2 separate regions of the Rattus norvegicus genome follow, and region 1 is linked to region 2. Evidence: chromatin contacts called from public Hi-C data. All regions are on one chromosome and are shown on one strand. Each heading gives the region's core, a stretch centred on a gene start, on an enhancer-like site or on the middle of the called end of the contact. The rest is flanking DNA. Distances are from core to core; before and after follow the strand shown. Region 1 overlaps LOC120097385 (a long non-coding RNA gene). Region 2 has its middle 110 kb from the start of Ptmal4.

Region 1 (5,550 bases), core at 1,370-3,869, 200 kb before region 2:
TACTCCACCACTACTCAAAATGGAAGACTTATTTCAAATAGTTTCTAATATTGGTGCAGATGGCTGGGCTCCATTCCAGGGGAGGTTTATACCATAAAAGCTTATATACAGGTGTAGGAAGTATTGTTGGGTGGTTGGTTGGTTTGGGTCCAAGCTTATTGTGGGTAACTATACATAGCAGTTCTACTGACTTCTATCATGATTGGTTTCCAAAGGCACAGAACATAACAGAATATGTTCTCAACTTGGCATTCGAAAATTTCCTAGTAACAGCAGAAACCTATGAGAAACTTTCTGTAAAATGGTAGGCTAGCTAGGCCAGGTAGGAACAGTTACTTAGGCCTTAACACTGATGAAAATCAGCTCGGGCAGGAAAGTCTTTGTTTGGCTTAAAGGTCTCAGCAAATCACTGAGGGAAGTCAGGGAAGAGTCATTGAGGGAATCATGGAGGAGTGTTGCTAACTGGCTTGCTCTTTATGGCTTGTTCAGCCTGCCCAGGACCACACAGTAGGCTGCCTCTCCATATCAATCATTCATCCAAAGAAGGCCACCCAGCCTCGACTACAGGAGAGTCCGATAGAGGCACATTCTCAGTTGAGGCTTCCTATTCCCAGACTGACTCTGGCTTGTGTTCAGTTGACCAAACGAACAAAACGAAACAAACAAAACAAAACTACCCAAACCAAAACAAATAAACAAACCAAACAAAACCCAACTAAATAAACAAAAACCTGACCGCATAGTAGATGGAAATCTTCCACCTTAAAAGCTTCAAACTTTACACTAGGCCGTGGTGACACACGTCTCTAACCCCAGCACTCAGGAGACAGAGGCAGGAGTATCTTTGTGACTTTGAGGACAGCCTGATCTACTTAGTGATTTCCAGATCACCCAGAACTAAATTATGAGACTCTGTCTCAAAAAAATAATCCCCAAGTTTAGATAACATATCAGACTTTTGCAGAGAAACAGGCCAAAGGTATGCAAACAACAATAACAACAACAACAACAACAACAACAACAACAACAACGTCTTCATAGAAACATTTGTAACATTTGACCAAGTATCTGGTTCCTGGGGCCTAGCCAAACTGATACATGAAAGTAACCACCGCATCAACAGGGAAAGAACAGAGCAAATTCTACATAAACTACTTAAGCAAAGAGAAGAGGCGAGAGTATCTTCTAACCCATCCTTATGAGAATTATGTTACCCCGTGTTCGACCTAGTAATGAAAGACCCGTTTGAACTCTGAAAACCCAAGCAGTACCACTGAGCCTGTCAATCAACATCAACATTACCAATGATAAAACAACCCAAAAAGCACACCATCATTTTAGGTAAAAGAAAAGTATAAAGAGTTTGACAAAGCTTAGCCTTTGTACACAGTAACTTTCAGAAACCTAAAGAATGGAGTGAAAAATCCTAGGACATCTGTGAAATAAAGCAAACACACAGAGAAACAAATGACAACAAACCCATAGTTAACACCATGTCTACTGGCAAAAGACTGAATGGCTTTCTCCTTAGATCAGAGGAAGAAGCCAGCACTGACTGTTCTCACCACTTCTGTTCCATACGATGCAAGTTGTCCTAATTATTACAACAAGGCACTAAAGTATATAAAATGCACACGCTGAAAAAATAAAAAATAAACTATATATAAAGATGGCATGTTTGTCCATATTAAAAAAAAACCCTAAAGGATCTTTTAAAAATCTACTAGAGGGATGGAGAGATGGCTCAGCGGTTAAGAGCACCCGACTACTCTTCCAGAGGTACTGAGTTCAATTCCCAGCAACCACATGGTGGCTCACAACCATCTGTAAAGAGATCTGATGCCCTCTTCTGGTGTGTCTGAAGATAGCTACAGTTTATATACATATATATATACATGTATATATTTAAAAAATCTACTAGAAATAATGAAGAAATTAAGCAAACTCATAGAGTACATAGTATTAACAAATCTTTAGTAGTTCGTCATCAACAAACAATTAGAATTCATGTTTTAGGGGTTGGGGATTTAGCTCAGTGGTAGAGCGCTTGCCTAGCAAGTGCAAGGCCCTGGGTTCGGTCCCCAGGTCTGAAAAAAAGAAAAGAAAAAAAAATTCATGTTTTAAAGAATTTTTTCCTGTGTTGTTCATTTTGAAAAAAAAAGAGAGGGAGAAAGGTGTGTGTATGTGTGTGTGTGTGTGTGTGTGTGTGTGTAAATTATGTTCAAGTAACGTGTTAGAAAATATCCAGTGTATAAAATATATATTCTACATGCTTTGCTTTACATTTGAAATATTCTACAAAAAGGGATTCCTCATCCTTCCAAATAATAATATGCATGAAACATAGACATGTTTCAAATCTCTTGATCCAAAACTGAATCTTAACATTCTGCTGTATAAGCTCCCAGATGGTACCGTATTTACTAGTCTACGTATCGTATGAGTATGAGAGATGGTGGCTTTTTAATCTTGATTTTGCCCCTCCTCCCCAATTTTCAATAGCGGTCTTATATTTCAAGGAGAGTGGGACTCATGTGTGTTTTTTCTCTCCTTGGAAGTCTTGCCTCCCTGGGTTTAACTACCTGTTTGTTGATAGCACAGATATGGTTTCTCTTCACTGTCCACTTGGGGGCTATCTTAATCTATTTCAGATCCACTAGATAGGGACTGTCTTCCCAAACCGAGTCTTCCTGTCTAGCAGGAACTCATAGATTGATTCTGTGGTGTGAAACGAGGCAGCTAGACCCCACTACCTGACTTTCGTCATGACACCTTTTAAAGTACAACGTTAATGAAAAGCTTTAATCAGACAGGGCTCTCTCTGCTTGGCCTCCTTACATTACTATTGCGTCTGCGCGCCACAAGTGTGGACTACATCTCCCAGGATGCACCATGTCGCCGCCAGTGCAGCCTTACTTCCAGCAAAGGGCTTCCGGAGCGTCAGTAACCTTGCTGACTACCAGATTTTGGGGCTTCTTGGGAAGTCACTGGGACTAACTTGTATTTTCCTGGGCGGAGAGGGGAAAGGCAAGCCATAACAGGGAGATATCTATTTCGTTTTCCGGTGTGCACAGACCTTGTTTTCTAGGAGAGACACTGGCACCGCCTTCAGGCAGGCCTCTCACAGGTGGTTGGCTGTTGCTCTTGTCATTCAGTCATGTCCTTTGACTTGTCAGAGATCCTCCGTGAGACAGGCCGGCAATCCTGAGTTCTAGTGGCTTAGTGACCATTTCTTTTCTTTTCTTTCCCCCTCCTCCTTTTAACCACGGATATTTTAGTGAAAACTAAGAAAATATAGATAAACTGCCAGATAATTCTGCAAACGTGTGTGTGCTCCCTTTAACAGGTGTTTATAAGGACTTCCTTCTTTGTTATTGTTGGGGTGGAATCTTTTATTTTTCTACTCTTTTAAAACCAATTACTACTAATGTGTCTCGAAGTACTACTTAGGGAAAACTGGAAGTGTGTGTGCGTGCGTGTGTGTGTGTCAGTGTGTGTGCGTGCGTGTGTGTGTGTTTGTGTTGTAATTTCTAGGGAACTACTATTCCTATCCAGATCGAAATGGGCTAAAGGGTGGACTCAGTGGTAGAGCACTTTCCTAGCACACTTTAAAAAGCTCAAAAAAAAAAAAAAAGGGACTCAAAAATGGGCATGCATTTCTTTATAAAAAGACACTGTTGAAGAAACAGATGGGTGGGGGCCTTAAGATACAAGTCCTCATTTGTTGATTCTGGAGTCTCTCGCAGGTTTGGTTAGCTCTGTGAGTTGCTGCTACTTCCTCTGTGAAAAGGATATTATCCTTCTCCGTACTTGATAGTTTTGTGAAAGCAACTCAAAAGAAGACATGTAGACAAGCTCCATGAACACCCTAAAACTGAGATGGTAATGGTAATTATAGTGATGATGATGATGATGATGATGATGATGAAGAAGGTGGTGGTGGTACTAAAACTAATGAGGACTGCGTAATAAGAGGTCAGGGTAACTAGAAATGCTAGTTAAGATATAAAGGTTGGAGAGGTGACTCCGTGGTCAACAGCACTTGTTGCTCTTGTAGAGGACTCTGGTTCAGGTCCACCTTGTAGCTCCAGCTTCAGGGGATCATCATCCTCTCCTGACCACCATGCTCATTGGCAGAGACCCACACATGATAAAAACATAAAAAGAAAAGTTGAAATATTGATGAAAGCAGATTGGTTGTTGAAACTACCTTTAATCCTGACAGAGGCAGAACCAGGCAGATCTCCGTGATTTCAAGGCCAGCCTAATCCGTAGAGTGTGTTCCAGGACAGTTAGAGCTACACAGAGAAGCCTTGTCACAAAACACAACAAAACATATTGATCATGACCTAAGGGTGGTGAGTGAATCTAGGAAGGGCCTGAACATTTTGGAGAAAACAAGTCATTTATCAGTACCTATGTTTGGTCTGTGAGCTTCAGGCTTGTAGGAGTCACATCTGATTTGGTCATAGTTGTCTGTTGGAATCTTAACATCTAATACCTTGTGCTTTTTGTTTTTATGTCCCTTCTGCTAAGTACTTACTCCATGCATATTTGATACATGGCATGCATGTCTAGCTATACATATATAGTAACTATACATGCACATGTATGATAGTATACACATATAATTGAAAAAATACTAGGTGATTTGTCTCAAGGAAGTGTTGTTTACAATTTTTGGGACTGGAGAGCCTGAAATCTGTAGGACAGACTCTTAAGCTAGAAACTCAAACTCAGTGGATTTTAATGTCCTAATGCTGTCACCTCTTAATTACAATTCCTCAGTGCAGTGGCTGGTTCTGTGTGTCAACTTAACACAAGCTGGAGTTATCGCAGAGAAAGGAGCCTCGCTTAAGGAAATGCCTCCGTGAGACTGTAAGGCATTTTCTCAATTAGTGATCAAGGGTGTGAGTGCCCACTGTGGGTGGTGCCATCCCTGGGCTGATGGTCCTGGTTCTATAAGAGAGCAAACTGAGCAAGCCAGGGGAAGCAAGCCAGTAAGTAACATCCCTCCGTGACCTCTGCATCAGCTCCTGCTTCCTGACCTGCTTGAGTTCCAGTCCTGACTTCCTTTGATGATAAACAGCAATGTGGAAGTGTGAGCTGAATAAACCCTTTCCTCCCCAACTTGCTTCTTGATCCTGATGTTTTGTGCAGGAATAGAAACCCTAAGACACTCATGTTATGGTGACCCCCAAACATAAAGTTATTTTCATTGTTATCTTACAACTGTAATTTTGCCACTGTTATGAAACATAATGGAAATATCTGATACACAGGATATTTGATATGTGACCCTGTGAAAGGGTTGTTGGACCCCCACAGGGTTCGTGACCCACAGGTTGAAAACTTATGCTCTAAGGTAAGAGCTGATGTTGGAATCTTGAGGGGGAATTTCTTCTTCCTCAGGGAAACCCTCATTTTGATTCTGTTATTAAGCCCTTCAACTGATTTCTTGAGCCCTTCTCACATGGTTGAGGATTGTTGCTACTTAGAGTCAAGATATATAGATATATTTCTTAACCCCCACAATCACGTTAACTACAT
Region 2 (5,693 bases), core at 3,157-5,656:
AGAGAGAGAGAGAGAGAGAGAGAGAGAGAGAGAGAGAGAACACTGCTGTGAGAGGGATGGTTGTGGGAACACCATTCTAAGCAGAATTCCCCAGAGGATTCTCCAGAACGAAATCTACAAACATAGAAGCTGTCTGACTGTGGGATTTAAAAATGCAAGCCCATGTCCTGAGAGTCCTAAATCTAAGACAGCATTGCCTCTCTGAGGGAATGTCCACATCCACAGGATTGTGTGAAGTAGAGATTTCATTTTCCTCAACTCACTGGATACAACTCAGATGGGAAATAACTCCATTAGGGATTTGGGAGGTGACACGCAATGTCAACTGAGGCCACCTCAGCACAAGATGACTTGCAGCACTTGCTCATAACCAGGCCAGAAGTTGAGATCCTTGCTACATTTGGAGTGGATTTTTTTTTTTTTGCAAAGTGAAAAACAATAGTGTTGGTTTTTTTTTCCTGCATGTTGAGGTCCAGGATTCCAAACACCATTTGTTAAAGATGTCATCTTTTCTCCAATGTATATTTTTGTGTTTCTTTCCAAAATCAGGCAGCTGTAGCTATACACACTTATATCTAGATCCTATGTTTTGTTCTACTTGTCTGTGAGTCTATTTATGCATGGGTGCCATGCTGTCTATGTTGGTATGGTTAGTAGTAGTATTTGAGATCAGGTAAGGGGTTACCTTATGCAGTATCATTTTTATTAAAGATTCTTTGGCTATCATTGGAATTTTTGTATTGCTATATAAATTTTGAGATTATTTTTCTATGTCTGAGGAGAATGGTTCATAGATTTTAATTAGAATTGCAATGAACCTACAGAATGCTGTTGTTAAAATGACCATTATCTCAAGATTAATTCTTCCAATCCATCAAGTCTTCCCGACTACTGACGTCTTCATTACTTTCTTTCTTCAGTATCCTAAGATTTTTACCATAGATGCCTTTCATCCTTGGCTAGGTTTATTACTGAAGATTTTGTTTGTTTATTTGTAGCTGTTTTTTTTGAAGGAAACTGTTTCCCTAATTTTAACCCTCTGTGGCAAACCCACTATGTAGCTGTTAATAAGAGTATTAACAGCTCCGATATTAGTAGAAGTCATCGCGAGACTTTGGAAGAATTGTCTATATTTATACTCCTCCACACAGAGCTCAAGGGCCATCCAGGAAAGTGAGCATGAAGACTGCAAGAGTCAGCAGATGAAGAGATGTAAGGTGACAGGTTGTCATACACACAACGGCTGTCGGCTCACAGCACCTGTGATGGCCTGCGTAAGACTTAGACGATATCAAGCTTGTCACAATCCAAAGGGTGGGGTCCTGGATGCCCCAATCGTGGTGGAGGAGGAACTGACAGTCAATGGTGGCTGAGGAAGGCAGAGTCATCTCCTTTGAGGACATGGCTGCTAGTAGGTTGGCCAGGTCTCAGTGGATAAGCCCACACTTACATGCATGTGGGCAACACTAATTAAACTAGAGGGGTTATCAATAATTAAAACAAAACAAAACAAAATGCAACAGAACCAAACCAACCAATCAAAACCAAACAAAAACAACAGCAAACCCAGAGGACATGACACTGGGAAGACAGTGGGGGTGAAGAAGCTGTTGGGGCAAAGTAATGGTGGAAGGGCATGATAAATATACACGGTATAAAAGAATACATAAAATTATTATTAAAAGTGAATTATGGTGGGGAGAAGTAGTATGGAGAAATGTAATAATTGAGCTATAACTTCAAAAATATGTTCATACCTCTCTCTTGGAAAAGTGAATTATATAGTGGCAAGTACAACCAGGTTGATGCTAACGGACTTTCCATAGCATGTCAACATGAGCCTGTCCGAACTTTGGCTGTATCAGTAATTGAGGGTGTCTGGTAATCAGTAAACATACTGACGAGATCAGGACACCTTACAGCAACTTTCAGTGCACATTCCCTGGCTTCAGGGCGAGAGAAAGGAAGCCTGATACTTCTATTTTAAATATGGACCAGTGACTGGGTAAACAGATCCTGAGTGCAGAATGGAAGTGATACGCTTACTACAGATGTAGAATATCATCTCTTGAAATTTCCATGTCCACTGAACATCTGGGGTCAACTTCCCAGTAATTGTTTGTGGACGGGCTAAGATTTAATTGGCTAGATACCTCAAACAAAGGGAAAAAGTCAAAACAATCATTTCAAATGCTATCAGATATTTCAAATACTATCCATACACAACTTTACTGGCCAGGTACTGACAGAATTGGCTGTGTTCTCTTTCATGCTGGACCTTTCCTATGGAGGGAAGGGCTCCTGAGTCAGAATTTCTCACTTTCAGTTCTTGAATCTGGCGGGGATTATTCGTTCCTATATTACAGCATGAACCATCATCTTCTTAGGAAGTCTGCCAAGTTCCTCACATTTTTGCCACAGAAGACAAACCTCACTAGAAGCATGTCCTTTCCCTTTTCTTCCAGCAACAATGACTTTTCAGTTACCAGGAAGACCTGCCCACTGCCAGCTGCACAGAGCCCTTGTGTGCATGTGTGTGCATGTGTGTCTGTGTGTGCCCACAACATAAAAGCCTCATGTGTATAAAGCAGCAGAGATGGCTTCTTGCCCCATTGCCTGGAAATCTTACTATACTTTTTCTATAAACTTCGTGGCTTTCCTCCTGTAAGGCGTGGGCCAGCCCCAGTTGGGCAGCAGGCTTCCCACACCAAGTGCAGTTGGTTGTGAGGAACGAAGCTAAGAATGTAAGTCTATTTGCAGTGATCTCTGGGAACTAAAATTCTGCTTTTAGGACAATCCATTTCCTTGGTGACACTGTACCACTGCTCTCAGAAATTATCTTTTTTCACATTTCATCATCACTAGAGAGGCTACTCACACCTCTCTAGCTGTCCTTGTGCTAGTTTATCTGGCACGATAGTAGTTATGATCATAGTTCTGATTCAGAGGACTTTACTAAACAGTAAACACAGTGAAAATATGTACACTGCTGTTCTGTAGAAAGTACAGAAGTCCATTGTTTGCCCTAAGTTTTTGAAGGTGAGCCCAGAAGACCTGGCTAGAAATCAAAATGGAGGTACTCACACTAAACTGCCTCCTCACCAAGTAAAACAAGGCTGTTTATTTGACCTTCCAAGTGATAGAGGTTACAGAGATAACAGGAAAACTTCCCCAAAAGGCCAGTTTCATTTGGCATGATTACGAAGTCCCCACTACCTTTTGTCCTTACCACCAAACATAACCTCATGTTAACCAATCGATTATTTCTTAGGCGTATATTTCCCTGTCCTCATCTTAGTGAGAAAGTAAGTTTGAAATTACCAATCTTAGCCCCAAAATTGGGCAATTATTATGAGTCCATTTTAAAATTATTGCAAAAAAATGTTCACCTTTTCCCCCAAATAAAACCAGCATCCTTTGCCTTGCTGGTTGGAACACTTTTTCTACCATGCAGGATTCTGGGATGAAGGAGACTTTTACATCCAAATTGAGCATGACCCAAGAATCTAAAGGATTAAATACTTACCATCATTGAAGACCAACCTGAGACTATGGCTCCAAAGTTGATTGTCTCATGCCAATGAAAATTAAAGGCATGGACTTTCGCCGGAGTCTGCAGACTGGAAGTAAGTTTTACTAAGCATTATTATAGGAAAGTAAAAAAAAAAATAAGAAGCCAAGGTCTTGAATAATCTTCTTGTGCACTATGTAAAGGTTGTCTTTGTATTATTTCAAATGCCTGATTTCTGCACCAGCAGACTGCTCAGTTCTATCTGGACTTTGGAATTGTTCTTTCTAAGAAGCATCACCTGCAGATCTGATGGTCTATAGCAGGGCAGAGGCAGAAAGGCAAGACTTCCAGGCCAAGAAACGATCTCTGGGAAAGAATCAGGCATAGAAGAGTCATCAGACGAACACAGAAGAAGAAATATGCGCTGGTATTGAAGGAGAGGAAGCAGGTCGTGGGGCATGATGAGAACAAAACAAAAACAGGTTAATTAAGTCATACGAGCTAGTTGGGAGTGAGCCTAAGCTCTAAGGCCTAAGCTTCGTAATAAACACAAGTCTCTGCGTCATTATTGGAAGCTGCTGGTGGGTCAAGACAGTCTGGAGAAAAGTGAAGGAAATTCCCAGGAGCTGAGAGAGGTTTCCAAAGAGAGGGAAAGGCTGCTGAACTTCTTTGTTTGGTGGCTTTTTAGGGTGTTGGCAGAAACTGGACAAAGCAGAGGTCATCTCTCTTGAGATTGGTTAATTCTCTGGGTTATCATGGACTGAGCCAATGGAGGACCCATATACTCTAGGCCTGGTTCCCTGGGCAAACAGGAAGATTGTCATGGGCTGTTTATGCTCCACCCACCCAGTCAAGGGTAGTCAGTCGAAGCCTCTCTCTGCTCACTTCTGACTTGTACCTTGTTAGCTGTTGACCTGAACTGTTAGTCAATTGGCCAGGATTACGATCCTCTGACCTTGCAGGTGTTCCAAATGTTGCTAATTATACAGAGATCTCTCTGTTCTCTTGGTAACCAGGAAGTAATGTTTTGGGTTCTGTTTTTATCTTCAACAGGATGGACTGGGGTCTCTTTTCTGAAAGGGAGCAGTCCTTGCTAGATATCATTCTTACATACAACTTAGTTTATTATATCTGCATAGAAGCAAAAACTCAAAGCTATGGACTAAGCAGTGGTGCCTAGCTTGTGCTTCCCAAAGGGGAAAGGTTACGTGGAAGCTAGCCAGCCATTCTTCTGTAATTGGCCTTCTCAGAGCCTGTTTGTCTCTTATCAGATCCATTTGCCTACCTCATATCTAGCTGCAAGCATCTTTGTCTCATCTACAGCACTCCTGGTTATACTGTTTTAACTCTTACGTTTCCTTTTCACCTCAAATTGCATTCTCTTGTTAGCTTGGCACAAGTAGAGAATGACAACGTGTACTTTTCACTGTGACCCTTTTCTCTCTCTGCCTTCTATGAATTAATTCCCACCTCCTCATTTTATGGAATGAATATTACAGATTATAGAGTAAAGAAAATAAAGAAAACGTTAAATTGTTATTTTGTCCATGACCCTGTCTATATCTCGTGTTCCAGTAACTACTTCCATATAGGAAATAATCCCTGAATGTAGTAGTTTAACCCTGCCATCTTGTTGGTTGTGAGGATCCATACCTAAAATTCCAGAACTCCAGAGGCAGAGAAAGGAGGACTCACTTGAATTCCATGCCAGCTTGGGATACACAGCAGTGCCCAGAGGGACCTGAAGAGGGCATCAGATCACCTGGGACTTGATTTAGTGACAATTGTAAGCCACCATGTGGGTGCTGGGAAAGGAACCTGGGTCCTCTAGAAGAGAAGACAGTGCTCTAACCAGGGAGCCATCTCTCCAACCCCCTTGGCTGTTTTTAGACTTTATCAGTATTATACTATCACGTCTTCATCTACTCCACCTCTCTCTACTAAGTTACTCCCCCCTCAACCCCACCCCATGCCATTATTACAAGTTTAAGGAAACCATATCCTTTGGTCCTCTTTCTCCCTGGTTCTCTTTTCTGCTCATTCTTGTCTCTTCCACCTACAGAAATGCGCAGAATCTGTACTGGCTAGTTTTGTTTGTCAACTTGACACAAGCTGGAGTTATCACAGAAAAATGAATCTTGGTTGTGGAAATGCCTTCATGAGACCCAGCTGTAAGGCATTT

Evidence for each region. Hi-C and Micro-C count contacts between places; a contact is called where the count stands out from the background.
Region 1: a Hi-C map of liver shows a contact between it and region 2, with 6 times the contacts expected there. The contact joins two enhancer-like sites. A contact is called at or near these places in 3 of 12 Hi-C or Micro-C datasets (Schwann cells, kidney and liver).

Annotation. Positions count from the first base shown.
Region 1 is chr16:52,329,595-52,335,144 of GRCr8, reverse strand. The region is part of intron 1 of LOC120097385 (a long non-coding RNA gene); the gene reads right to left. Among named protein-coding and RNA genes, the nearest start is that of Irf2, 50 kb to the right of the region's middle. Within about 2 kb of position 2,619, at least 93 of the 93 cell types and tissues checked have an H3K27ac peak or open chromatin away from gene starts, as enhancers often do. A contact at or near this core is called in liver, where this site is marked.
Region 2 is chr16:52,132,019-52,137,711 of GRCr8, reverse strand. No RefSeq gene overlaps it. Among named protein-coding and RNA genes, the nearest start is that of Ptmal4, 110 kb to the right of the region's middle. Within about 2 kb of position 4,406, at least 5 of the 93 cell types and tissues checked have an H3K27ac peak or open chromatin away from gene starts, as enhancers often do. A contact at or near this core is called in liver, where this site is marked.